Regions from separate parts of the Mus musculus genome. Here regions 1, 3 and 4 are each linked to region 2. A link is a contact called in public HiChIP or PLAC-seq and promoter capture Hi-C data. All regions are on one chromosome and are shown on one strand. The core of a region is the stretch at or near the end of the contact, and the rest is flanking DNA. Distances in the headings are between cores, read along the strand shown. Region 1 holds the start of Ccdc9b (coiled-coil domain containing 9B). Region 2 has its middle 14 kb from the start of Ccdc32. Region 3 holds the start of Disp2 (dispatched RND tramsporter family member 2). Region 4 overlaps Ivd (isovaleryl coenzyme A dehydrogenase).

Region 1 (3,281 bases), core at 9-2,508, 250 kb after region 2:
AGCTTGGGACTTCTGGAGGTTTCTGGGATAAGGCTGACCTCAGCAGTATTTGTGAGGCAGGGTGCAGAGAAGGTGGAGGAAGTGTGTGCTTGTACGTGTGTGTGTGTGTGTGTGTGTGTGTGTGTGTGTGTGTGTGTGTGTGTATGTGTGTGTAGACAAAAGCGGAGAGGGAGACAGAGAGAGAGAGAGATCTAGGAGCTCGGGTGCGTCACTGTTGCTGGGAAAGTAGACAAGAGTCTGACTCAGTGGGAACATCCGGCAGGAAGGGAGGAGGGTACACAGTGGCATTTGCAAGCAGGATGGGAACTCAGGAGCTGCAGAGATGGGGGTGTGGGGCCAGGGGCGAGAGCCTGGACAGCAAAGGGCCTTAGCATGGTGGCTAGAGACCGGGGTGGGGGTAGATTATGGTGAGGGGAAATATCTGAGGCCTGGTCAGTCAGGGACATAGGGGATGCCAGAGTTTGTGACACTCATGTCAAGGCCTGGAAGTCAGGACCACATAAGAACTGAAGCTGACCTAGGCACCCCTGGGCAGAGACTGGCCTCGGCTGTGTGAAGATACTTACTTGGGGAAGGAGTCTGTGTCCTTTCTTGGGATCTGAGAGTCTGCAAATGTTATCCTGGGAGTGTCAGGATGAAAGGGCTCTGTGAGAGGATCCCAAGGGAAGAGGGCTGCTAACTGTTCCCAGCTTCTGCTGGGTTAAGGACCCCATAGAAAGGCTCCTTTTAGCATGGTAGGGGTCTGGAGACCCAGAGAGTTAGGCCTCCAGGAGTGGCCATGCTTGGAGTACAGAGAAAAGCACATTCCAGCTCAGAAACCAAATGGGGGAGAGTGGCATTTTGGGTCTGTGGTGGTGTGAGATGGCCTTGGGGAGGAGGTTTCTCACTCTTATCTAACGACTTAAATGCGCTGACTGGACAGCCAGCAGGAAAGCAGAGAAACGCCCCGAGGGAGGGCCGTCAGCCATCGTGTGGAACCTGCATCTCTTGCCTTTTTCTCCTAGTGGGAGGGATGAAGACCCAGCTATCCCATTTGTGGGCACACACAGGCGGGCGGGTCTTACTGGGGCTCAGGATCACAGGTGAAAGTGGGCCCTTCGTGCCTAGATCTCCTGTGCGAGGACACTGAGGCAGGGCAGGGATATGTGCTAGACAAGACCAGCCGGCTGCTGGTGCCCCGGTCCTCGCCCTCTGCGAGTGGAAGGGTGGGGGTGGCGGCTAGGCGTTCCTGGCTGGGAGCCCAGAGCGCTCTTTTGTAATCACAACATGATCTCTTGTGCTGAGCAGCGAAGCAGAAGCCGGCAGGGAGAGGCCGACAGGGCCGGCTCTGGTGGCTCCAGCTTCCCTCCAGCTCTGGCTCCCGGGAGCTGTTTTGAAATTCTCTCAGCGCCTGGTATTTCCATGCATTTGGCCGTGAGTGGCACCTCCTCTTTGGCAGGGGGGCTTCTAGAGGATGGGAGGGAGCTAAGCTACGAAGCAGCCACATTCTGGGGACAGCTGGTGGCAGCTGGGCCTGGGAGAAAGAGAGCCACGAGGAGGCAGGTGGTGGGCCGGGCAAGGCGCTGAGCAAAACATAGACCCCACAGCCAGACAGAGAAGAACCGCAGATCTTGATGCAGAGGCATGGCTCGGCCCAGAGTTGCTCCCAGCTGGGCCTGCTGTTCTCCTGCCCCATCAGTCAGCAGCTCAGACCTGGAGGGCTCGCGGAGCCCGTGGGAGCTGCTCTCTCCTTCGGACTGGGCACAGGCTTAGGGAGTGGGGTCCGGTGCCTGGGAGGCCAGAACCAAGCTAAAGCCTGTCTCTGTGTGTGTGGTTCTAGATTTGGGAGGCAAAGTGTCCCCCCTCGACCTCCTGAATCCCCTGGCAGCTTCCCAGTCACGGCAGGTTCGGCTGCCAGAGCCATTTTTAACTCTCATTCCAGACTGTGCTCACAGCAGAACCCCCTGGGGAGCCAGGGGGAGGGGCAGCCTGCTGCTGGGAGCCGAGGCCCTGGGTATGAAACCCTGACCTGAGCCCTCAGTAGGCAAACTGGCAGACAGGCCTCACTGGGGTGGGGTTTGGCCCTCTGTAGACCATCTTCCTAAGAAACCTCTTTCACCCTGGGTGCTGTAGCTTGGGGCTAAAATCCGTTCCTTGTATTGGGTTCCATGCCTTCTACAGGGGCCCCACAAAGCCGAGTCCACAATGCGCCGGCATGAGGAAAAAGATGCCGAGCTGGACCGTAGGATAGTTGCCTTGCGCAAGAAGAACCAGGCCTTACTACGAAGGTACCAGGTGAGTGTGTTGTGTCGGCTGAGAGGACTCCTGTGGCTGGGGTCCCTGGCTACCTTCAAAAGGCTGTTTACACAGTGGGTTCTCTCTGAGGGCCTTAGCCCATGCCCCCATCAAAGTCTTGGGCACTGGTGATGTGGTGCCTCTGCCCCCTGGTGTCCCATTGGTGTTTTTCTGTGTAGGCCTGTCAGTGTCTGTGTGTCTGTGAGCCTGGGGGGCCATGGCCTTGCTGACTTCAGGCCCTCCCACAGGAGATCGAGGAAGATCGTCGGCAGGCGGAGCAGGGGGGCATGGCTGTGACCACTCCAGGGCTCCTCCAACCCGACAGCCTCACGGTCACCATCAGCCAGGTTCCCGGTGTAAGTCTCACCTTGGAGACAGGCAGGGTTGAGGCCTGGACCATGCCTGGGGTGTTAACACTATCCCATTTCTCCTAATTGCCTTTCTGGGTGTCTCCCAGCAACAACAGACCTCCCAAGCTATTGCCATCTTCTCCAAAGGGCCACAGATGAAAGGCTACCAAACAGAAACCTTTGAACAGACTTTCCCAGTCCTACAGCTCTGCATGTAAACCCTATGTGCAGAGCACAGCCTTCTCCTTACCCCAGACCCTGAGGCCGAAACCCTGCAGGAAGCAGAGGAGGGAGAAGTCTGGGCTGTAAGCAAAAGAATCAGTGTCTTAGAGATAAGGCCATATTGTCTGCATACTCTGGATTTTTTTTTTTTTTTTTGATTCAGAGATGACAAGCCCTTGTGGCATCTTGGATCCCTCTGTTGGCTCTGAGCTCTGAATAACTAATGCCATTGGCATGTGAACTCCTGAAGGGCCAAGCTTTGCCACGGGCATTCCAGGGAGGCCTAGGGCTGGAACCCAAACCTAGGGAACCCCTCCCCCCAGCACCCAGCACCCAGGTTCTGCTCAGGATGACCCATGTGGCCTGAGGACACAGGCATCTCGCTCTGCAGGAGAAGAGGGTGGTCAGCAGAAACTGGGCCAGGGCGCCCCTTTC
Region 2 (2,972 bases), core at 40-2,539:
CTATTGGTGAGTTGGATATATTTGATATAAAAGGTGGCCCTTGGTGGCACCTTGGGAAGCCTGAACACTGATAGAATCCAGTGCTGCCCCAGGCTCTCTAGCTGCCCCCCCCCTCTCTCTGGAAGCCAGATGACAGACCTCTCTATTCCTCTGGGGCCAACTAATGGCTTCGGCTACATGGGGAGGAGTAAAAGAAAAAAGCTAAGATTTTTCTTCATCCCATATCATAAAAGAAAACCATTCCTCCTCCGGAACGAGAAGGAAGAAAACAAGTAAGGTTCAGAGGAACTCTACCAAAGAGCAGCTGGTCCTAGGGACCGTAAGACAGTCTTTTATAGCCAAAAGTAGTGGTTCTATAATTAAGGCAAAAATCTTAGCTTTTTCTTTTCTCTACCTCCTATTTTCTACCTCAGAAATAGACATTTGGGGGCTGGAGAGATGGCTCAACAGTTATGAGCACTGGCTGCTCTTGCAGAGGACCTGCGCTCAGTTCTCAGTGCCCACACCAGACAGCGTACCATTGCTTGTAACTCCAACCCTAGGGGATCCAACACCCACTTACAGCTTCTGGGGGCACCATCCCCCCCTACAGACAGATAAAAAAAATACATGTTGAAAACAACAACAACAACAAGCAGAACACAGACGTTGTGGTCTGAGAAGGCAGAAGACTGATTCTGAGAAAACCTGCTGGAGGTGTGAGAGGAAGGGCTCAGAGCTCCAGCCATCTTGATTAAGAATTCAGCAAAGCTGTGCTGGACGTGGTGGCGCATGCCTTTAATCCCAGCACTTGGGAGGCAGAGGCAGGTGGATTTCTGAGTTCAAGGCCAGCCTGGTCTACAAAGTGAGCTCCAAGACAGCCAGAGCTACACAGGAAAAAACCCTGTCTCGAAAAACCAAAAAAAAAAAAAAAAATCAGCAAGTTTTAGCTATGGTCACTTACCTAAGTATTTTATTAATTTTATTTATTTATTATTTTAATAAGTGAAACCCCATTAACCTACACCGAATCTGACATCAGCTCCTGAAGCCAACTCTGTACTCATATAGAATTGTCTTAAGCTCCTGAAGGGGCACTAAATTTGAAACCAGGCATCTGGGGTGCTATCTTTGTCCTGTGGCTTACTGTGTGGTCATAAATAAGTCAAATGACCTCTTTGTGTTCCAGTTCCCTTTCAGTAATTAGACTAACCATAGGAAAGATAAGATTGGCCTAAAACACTCATCTGGTTCCTTTCACCCCGAAGCTCTAGGGAGAACTTCCTTAAATCGGTGAAGTGCGAGTGTTGGGGAGAGCCTCGTCACCCAGCTTCCTTCCGTGTCCTTACTGAAGGACACGGTAGAGCAACCGCAGTGATAGCGCTCAGCCTCAGTCACGGGAGGTAATTACCAGCCAGGGATAAGGCATTAATGACCTGGTAGATGCAGGGAAGGTTGGGTGGGAGCCAGGGAAGTAAGTGACTGGCACTGTTTTTTTTTTTTTTTCTGGCGTATGTACTCATCACCCAGGGCTTGGCAAGGTCAGTGCTGGAATGGCACAGGCTTGCATCCAGTACCTGCTCCAGAAATAGGCTCCGGACGTTCACACAGCATAAACAAGTATCCCACCAACTGTTGCCAAGGTGTGTCCCTTTCAGGCAGGCCTGCCTAACCAGATGATTGCTGGAAGAGGAAAGATGCCCTGAGCCACATCTTCCATCCTGCCTCCCCAAGCCACATAAAACTGCTCACATTTTCTTCAGACGACCTCACGCAGCATCGGCTCTATTTCAGTTACAGGAGTCGAGACAGGACGCTGTCATTGTAGTCATAGTTTGTGGGAGCACTGTTTACTCGAGCCTAGCAGTAGACTATTTAAGGCAGAGATCCATTCAGCCAACCATCGTGTGCTGAGCCTCTGTCCTGCTCCAGGCACTGGGTGTGGTGGTAAATAAAGTAGAACCCCAACAGAAGGAAATGTAAGTACAGGGCACTTCTGAGCACCTGCAGAGGAGAGATGAGAGCCCTAGGCCAGCTGGTGGCAGGTGTTGGAGAAAGGCCACTTAAGGAAGCCACTGCAGAAGAACCAGTCGGAGCAGGAAGAAATAGAGTGTTAAGAGTATGGGGGTGGGGTGGGGGCTGGCGAGACGGCTCAGCGGGTAAGAACACTGACTGCTCTTCCGAAGGTCTTGAGTTCAAATTTCAGCAACCACATAGTGGCTCACAACCACTGGTAATGAGATTTGACGCCCTCTTCTGGTGCCTCTGAAGACAGCTGCAGTGTACTTAGACATAATAATAAATGAACCTTTGGACCGGACTGAGTGTGGTTTGACTTGAGCGAGCGGGGCCAACCTGAGCAAGTAGAGGTCCTAAATTCAATTCCCAACAACCACATGAAGGCTCACAACCATCTATCTATACAGCTACAGTGCACTCATATATATTAAATAAAAAAAAATAAATAAATATTTTTTAAAAGAGAGAGAGTATAGGGGAGCCTAAGTGTGTACAAAGAGCTTAGGCGAAAGGGTGTTTGAAGGATCCTGAGAACGTTGTTCAGTGGAGCATAGAGAGCAAAGAAGGCGCCAAAACAAGAGATGCTAATACAGCAAGGCCGTGTGGAGGGCTTCAGGGAAGAGGAGCTAATGGCCGGTTAAAGAAGGGCAGTGACAACATCAGGTTTGCATCTAGAAAGTTGGCTATGATACCCTGGACATGACCTGGTTACATTGATGGAAGATGTACAAATTATCCCCGTTCAGACGTGATAAATATATCTCTATAAGGACAGGGCTTGTGGTTTTGTTTTGTTTGTTTTTTCTAACTTGATTTATTTTAAGTTATTTTCTTCCTGTTCCACGACAACTGGAATTATATGCGGCAAATTGTATTTTCCAATGATGGCTGGTTCAGTATATCACATCTCATGTGTTCACACTACAGGGTGATTATACACTCCTCCACTGAGATGTCGGGTCAATATTCTCTCC
Region 3 (2,989 bases), core at 204-2,703, 240 kb after region 2:
TCCTGGTCCTGGGCCCTGCCCTGATTTGTCACTGTTCCCTCCCTCCCTCCTCTCCCCCCCCTTTTTTCTGCAGTGCTTGGGGATGGAGCCTAAGGCTTTGCCAATGCTAGAAAAAAATGCTTTATCACTGAGCTGCAACCCCTACCCCCAGCCCCAGTCCCACCTTCTTTTGGTCAGGTTGTGGCTCCAAGCAGAGTCCCTGGCCTGTGCTCTGGTCTGGAGAATATACCCATACTGTGATTTGCCCTCTTGAATAAGATTTTATCTCTCTCAGGGTAATAATTTAATAAAAGAGGGAGAAAACATTTGCTTCCACCTGTGGGGCTTTCTCCTGCTTCTGAGAAACAGAATGTACAATTTAAATCCGATAATCTGAGATAAGGTGTCTGCAACTGCCTTTTGCCTCTTAAAAATGCCTTTTATTTCAGTCCAGGCAGGAAAGAGATGAAGTGTCATGTCTGAAGAGAGATTCTGGGGGCGGCAGAGTCAGGCAGGACACACAAATGGCGCCATATTGCTACCTGGCCAGACTGTTCCACCACACGTCTGATGAAGTCAGAAAAATGAAGGGTACCCAGTTCTGGGAATGGGCGCTCAGTGGGAAGGTGGTTTTTTTTTTTCTCTTCCACCCCCCCCCCCAGGCTCCTTCAGCGGTCATGGCTTCAGTCTAGTTTTTGCCATACACGGAGGCTAAAGCCAGTGTGTACACAAGCAGGAGGCCATGCAGGGAAAACAAACAACGATTTGCTGGGCAGCAGAGCAACCGATGGCAGTGGGCAGACAAGGAACTGATGGTGATGGACAGACAGTCAGCCCGTGGTGTAGATCCCAAATGTCGCCTTCTCTCCCTAGGATACCTGCTTTGGCCAGCCTTTTTTCCCCCCGTTGTACATGCACACCCCTTTGCTCACTGACATGCAGACCGACATAGCTGCGGTCCTGAGGCCTTTTGCAAAGACGCAGAGGCAAGGCCTCAGGGAGTTGGGGAAGCTCTAGAAGCTAAGGAAATGGACATCTGCGGCCTTAGGGGAAAGGAGAGAACAGTGGGTGGGGCAGGTCCCCCAGGAGGTGAAAGCAACGAGAACTGGTATTATCAAGTGTCGATGAGAGAGGATGAACTAGCCAGGCAAAATGAAGGTGTACAATCATACTCGCCTCGGGAAAAGGCTTTCAGAAGAGAGCTGGGGAATGGATGAGGTGATATGTGGCGGCGGCTATTTAGGATACCTGATGCAGGCTTACTGAGAAGATCTTCCAGCAGGATCTACGGAGGGGTTCTTCCTACTTGTTCCGGCAGCTGCCTTCTGGGGCTAATGTATTCCCCTCAGGCCGCTGCTTGCGGTTCAGAAACTGGCAAAGAGAAGATCGCTGCAGCAGCTGGGGCTGCTACCACCGTCCATGCCCGTGGGCGGCGCCGCTGTCCGGGCTCTGGTGCTGAAGCAGCGGCAGCGGTGGGATCTTGCGCATGCGTCAGCTCCAGAGGCCAGTCGCTGGGCGGGGCCGAAGAGAAATCCGCCAATGGACAGAGGGCAGGAAGGATGGAGGGGAGACAGGGACACGAGCTGCGGCAGAGCCGCAGCATGGGGGGCTGGGGGTTCGTTGTCACGAAGGTTGTAGGCTGCAGTACAGGCCTCTCTACCCTGACCAGCTCTCATCATTGTCCTTAGTAATATGGCCAGACCGTCCCTCCTGGACGCCTTGTACTTTTTACAAGAAACTAAAAAGGAACAACCCGGGTAAAATCCTCCCAACTTGAACCCCAGGCATCCACACTTTGTAACGCAGGGAAGCAGAGAGGTTGGGTCTCATAAATACCCTTATTTCTCTAGGCTTCTCTCAGTGTTCTGTCCTCCCGAGGGAGAGATGGGTATCTGCTCGAGTTGGGTCACTCCTCCCATTTTGGACCTGGCTCTGAGCCTGCGGCCTCTTCCTACATTAAAGCCTCTTCTCGAATCTTTTAAGTGCGCAACAAGGGATAGGGGGAGTGAGAGGAGGAGGGATGCCCAGCCCCTTTCATGCAGTTACCACCACTCTCCACCTACAGAGAGACCTGATAGCCACCCACTTCGGAGCACTTGCCAGCCCCGACGAGGGACTAGCTGTGAAGGAATTGAGGTGTTGGTCGGAAGGGCAGGCCTGGCTAGAGAACTGTAGTTGAATTATAGTGAATACCAGAAGTAGGAGAAGCCTCAGTGTAGAGGAGTCCTTGGTAGATTTGGTTAGGCAAAAGAAAAAACAAAAAACAAAAAACAAAAAACAAAAAAACAAAAACAAAACAAAAACAAAAAAAAAAAAAAACAAAAAAACTTCACAACAAGCAGGCTGTTTTGGGCCTGGCTGTGCTGTGCATGGAGGTGACAAGCTAGAAGCAATGGGCTGAGGAGAGTCAGACTCAAGAGATTTGGCTTAAAGATATCCCTTAATTGTGTCCAAGTGCTGGTCTAGGCAGGCACGGGTTCTAGAGCCCGGGCTGAGTGGATCTGGAGGTTTAGAAGTAAGTGCCTTGAGTGACTTACAGTTGGCTGCAGAGATAAAGGCAGCCTTAAATCAGTGCCAGGAGGCCAGGGTGTGGCTAGACCTAGGAGATGGTTGATAGCACCTCTGATCTACAATTTGTGGCAGAGAAAGGGCAGGGTACAAAGAGAGACATTTCTTTCGAATAGCTTTAAAGCAAGCTTCCTGGAGACAGTGGAGCTGCGGCTGGCTGGGGAGGTTTTGGAAATGTGAAGGCATGAAAGACAGGCAGAGCATGCTTCACCTGGAGTGGGATTTAGGAGACTGTAACAAAAGAAGGTTGGGAGTTCAGTATGTTTTCAGGAAATGGTGAGAATGTACTCAGAGCTGTGGAAGCCCCCATCAGATCAGTGATCTTCAGCAGCGATATGTTGTGGGTACCACTCAGTCAAGTTTCTGAGAATGCCAAGACGGATATCTGGCCTTCATAGTAATGAAATTTAGATAGAACTGGGCTCTGAGGACCAGTCGGATA
Region 4 (2,886 bases), core at 303-2,802, 130 kb after region 2:
TCTCCAGAGCCCTGTGTGACCTGGAGCTCTCTCTAGACTAAGCTAGCCTTCGAATTCACAGAGACCTGCCTACCTTGCTTCCCAAGTGCTGAGGTTAAAGGCACGCAGCACCATGCTTCCTTATTAACACTGGGTCTAGTGTGTTGCTCAGGTAGCCTCAAGTTCCTGGCCCCAAGTGATCCTCCTGCTTCAGTCTCCAAAGCATCTGGGACAAAGGAGCTCTACTGAGATGTTAGGTCTTTATTTGGGGGGCACTTTCCCAGTCCTTTTACTTAGGTAGCCCAGGCTTGCCTTGAACTGGATATATAGCTCAGGCTGGCCTCAACGTCACTGTAATCCTTTCCTTCAGGCTCCTGAGTGCTTGGGTATACAAGATGCCTACTATGCCCAGTGTAACCTTTGTATTGACCTTAAATGTGCTGGGATGCATGGTTGGCTCCATCAGAGGAGGCTCCATTGTTCTCTCTGGCTCAGGGTGGAGGTGCAGTTCAGCGACCTGGACTGGAAGAAGGGAGGCAAGTTGGATTGGTGTGGAGAAGTCGAATTCTGAATGGCTCTTGGTTAGAGGAAGTAGGTAGAGCACAGTAGGGGAGAGCCCCCACCTTGCATAGTGTGGCTCTGAGTTCCTCCACTGTGGAGTGGAATATAGGCAGAAGAAGAGGCTGGTATGTGCTCCTGCCCTGTCCCCCCCCACACCCCCCATCTATCTGGGGGCTTGTCTAAATGCCTGTTGGATAGTGAAAAAAATATGAGCATATAACAAGATTGTCATAAATGACAATTATGCACATTAAAACAGTATCCTTAGGAGGACCTACAATCGAACCAATCAATCAATAGAGCACTTAGAAGCATGAATAGCCAAAAAGGAACTCCTTACAGATTCAAAAGAAGTTTTGTCCTGGGGGAATGGTACAGGGGGAAGGAGGGGACAGGCTTTCCTCTTCAATAAACTTTTAAAAACTTACATTGTTTTGGAGGGTGGGGAGACGGCTCCCCCGGGTTAGGGGCATTTGTTCATTGAGAGGCCCTTGAATGGGTTTCCCCGCTGCCCACAAGGCAACTCATAACATCGTTCTAGGGAATCCAGCTCCTCTTCTGGTCTCTGCGGGTATCAGACTAACAAGCAGAACACATATACACACGCAAGAAAAATACTCATACACATAAAATAAGTTTTGGAAAAAAAATTACAGTTTTTTAAACTCTGACCATAATTTTTAAAAGAATACCACACTCATCTTTGCTGTTTATGGTCTCCCTGTTTTTGTTTGGCCTTCTTGTATGAGATGGTGGTGATAGTGGATAGTGATCTTTCAATGTTCTCATTTAGTAAAATACAAATTCTGGGGAAATTTCAGTCTTGGAAACCGTGCATCCAGAGCACGAGTGGGAAACTGGAGCGTCCAGAAAGTCACCGCGCCTGCGAGTCCGCGGATGGCCGGTAGGGGTCAGGCGAGCTCCACGCAGCGCTGACTGAGCGGGTCCCGGGAGTCCTCGCTGCAATCGGCCGCCCGCAGAGCTTTAAGGCAGGAGTCTTAAGAAGTGAGAGCACTTTAGATCCGCCATAAGCAGATAACCGATGGCCATGCGGATTCCAGCCCCCACCAGGGCACGCTGTGTGCTAGACGCTCTCTCCACTCTGTGTGCTGTTGCTTTACTCCGGCTCGGGCCCCACCCAGCCTCCCGGGCGTCAGAGCGTGGCTGGCTCACCCGTCGTTCCTAGGTTTGAGCAACTCACCCAGCAGGGCTTTGCATCCTTAAGCAATCTTGCCTTGAGCACTCAGTTGGTTGCAAAGGTCAGGGAAGGAGTGGATGTGTGAAGTGAAGCAATATTACAAGGGACTACCACTGGGATGTGGGGCTAAGACTCTGGTCCCTGGGGAGAAACTCTCTCCAGGCCCAAGTTGGATTATCAGCGGGGTGGGTGGGGGTTGGGAACCAAAACCAAACCAACTCAACCAAACAAAAACCCCCATATAGCTGCCTTAGCCCAGTGTCACTCCCTAGGGAGCCCAGGTGTTTGTCACTAGATTCTGATAAGGCACAAGACCTGGCTACACTTAACACTTCTCATTAGCAGCGTCCCACCCCCACTATTCCCATCCACTTTTCAGACATAGTTTTTATTTTGTCTTTTATTTAAAAACATTTCTTGTGTGTCACATTAAAAAAAAATTCAGAAAAACAATCACATTCTTCCTTTCAGTTGCTATAGCTGGATACAAACAGATTGGGTAATTATAGCTCATGGTTCCAGAGGCTGACTATCAAAAGCATGGCGCTCCCAACTCCAGTGTTCTTCTCTTGCCTGATAACATGGTAGGAGACCTGACACGACAGAGCAGGCACACTAGTTTAAGATTCCCTTTTATAAAGCCACTAAAGTCATTACTACCTAAACCATTAACAAATGGCTGGGACTGAGGTTTTTAACAGGTGAACTTCTGGGGCACACTCTCGTTGGTAGGGTTCCTATGGCATGACTGGGTGACATGTTGCCTTCTGATAACTTATGGAGGTCAGAGGGCAACTCTCCATCCCCCATATGGGTTCTTGGACTCCAACCCAGGTTGTCTGGCTTGGTGACAATCTTGCAGGCGTGCAGGTCCTCTGCCTCATTTTGATCATCTTCTGTGGGTTGTTCCAGGGATCTTCCTCAGCTGGTCAGTGTATCTACTGCATTCATGAACCCCCTCTTAAGATGGGACGGGTGTGGGGTTGCTAAGGTGCTGACTCCACCTGTCTCAGACCTCAGCACTCCACCTAGGCTAAGACTGTTGGGCTGGGAGCCAGGAAAAACAGTCTTTATTTTTGGGAACTCACATGAATGTGGTAATCCACGGCCTGGGCGCTATTTGTGACGGCCCAAGGTTGGGAGGCCCA

What was found. Promoter capture Hi-C pulls out the DNA fragments that hold promoters and counts their contacts. HiChIP or PLAC-seq counts read pairs in DNA pulled down with a chosen protein or histone mark.
Region 1: a contact with region 2 is called in an H3K4me3 HiChIP or PLAC-seq map of bone marrow-derived macrophages, with 3 times the contacts expected there. The contact joins the promoter of Ccdc9b here to the enhancer-like site in region 2. A contact is called at or near these places in 2 of 39 promoter capture datasets (the HPC-7 cell line and liver), 1 of 15 datasets of contacts at CTCF or cohesin (large pre-B cells), 2 of 484 Hi-C or Micro-C datasets (the AML12 cell line and bone marrow-derived macrophages), 4 of 115 datasets of contacts at active chromatin or transcription factors (bone marrow-derived macrophages, embryonic stem cells, pancreatic cancer cells and 1 more) and 2 of 9 other capture datasets (adipose tissue and embryonic stem cells).
Region 3: a contact with region 2 is called in a promoter capture Hi-C map of the HPC-7 cell line, with 2.7 times the contacts expected there. The contact joins the promoter of Disp2 here to the enhancer-like site in region 2. A contact is called at or near these places in 7 of 39 promoter capture datasets (the C10 cell line, the HPC-7 cell line, fetal liver and 2 more), 3 of 484 Hi-C or Micro-C datasets (the AML12 cell line, the G1E-ER4 cell line and bone marrow-derived macrophages), 1 of 115 datasets of contacts at active chromatin or transcription factors (bone marrow-derived macrophages) and 1 of 9 other capture datasets (adipose tissue).
Region 4: an H3K4me3 HiChIP or PLAC-seq map of bone marrow-derived macrophages shows a contact between it and region 2, with 3 times the contacts expected there. The contact joins two enhancer-like sites. A contact is called at or near these places in 2 of 39 promoter capture datasets (liver and macrophages), 5 of 484 Hi-C or Micro-C datasets (the G1E-ER4 cell line, bone marrow-derived macrophages, embryonic fibroblasts and 2 more), 3 of 115 datasets of contacts at active chromatin or transcription factors (the 230-238 cell line, bone marrow-derived macrophages and large pre-B cells) and 1 of 9 other capture datasets (liver).

The regions. Positions count from the first base shown.
Region 1 is chr2:118,760,638-118,763,918 of GRCm38.p6, reverse strand. It overlaps Ccdc9b (coiled-coil domain containing 9B), which reads left to right and starts at 1,258. Exons shown (of 11, transcript NM_001001982.2): 1 at 1,258-1,413; 2 at 2,161-2,274; 3 at 2,523-2,630; 4 at 3,238-3,281. The coding sequence starts at 1,267.
Region 2 is chr2:119,014,273-119,017,244 of GRCm38.p6, reverse strand. No RefSeq gene overlaps it. Among named protein-coding and RNA genes, the nearest start is that of Ccdc32, 14 kb to the left of the region's middle. Within about 2 kb of position 1,289, at least 92 of the 459 cell types and tissues checked have an H3K27ac peak or open chromatin away from gene starts, as enhancers often do. A contact at or near this core is called in the 230-238 cell line, the HPC-7 cell line, bone marrow-derived macrophages and 1 more, where this site is marked.
Region 3 is chr2:118,778,183-118,781,171 of GRCm38.p6, reverse strand. Disp2 (dispatched RND tramsporter family member 2) reads right to left here and starts at 1,453. Exons shown (of 8, transcript NM_170593.3): 1 at 1,228-1,453.
Region 4 is chr2:118,882,142-118,885,027 of GRCm38.p6, reverse strand. Ivd (isovaleryl coenzyme A dehydrogenase) reads right to left here. Exons shown (of 12, transcript NM_019826.4): 12 at 2,119-2,886. Among named protein-coding and RNA genes, the nearest start is that of Gm32798, 4.2 kb to the left of the region's middle. Within about 2 kb of position 1,552, at least 150 of the 459 cell types and tissues checked have an H3K27ac peak or open chromatin away from gene starts, as enhancers often do. A contact at or near this core is called in the 230-238 cell line and bone marrow-derived macrophages, where this site is marked.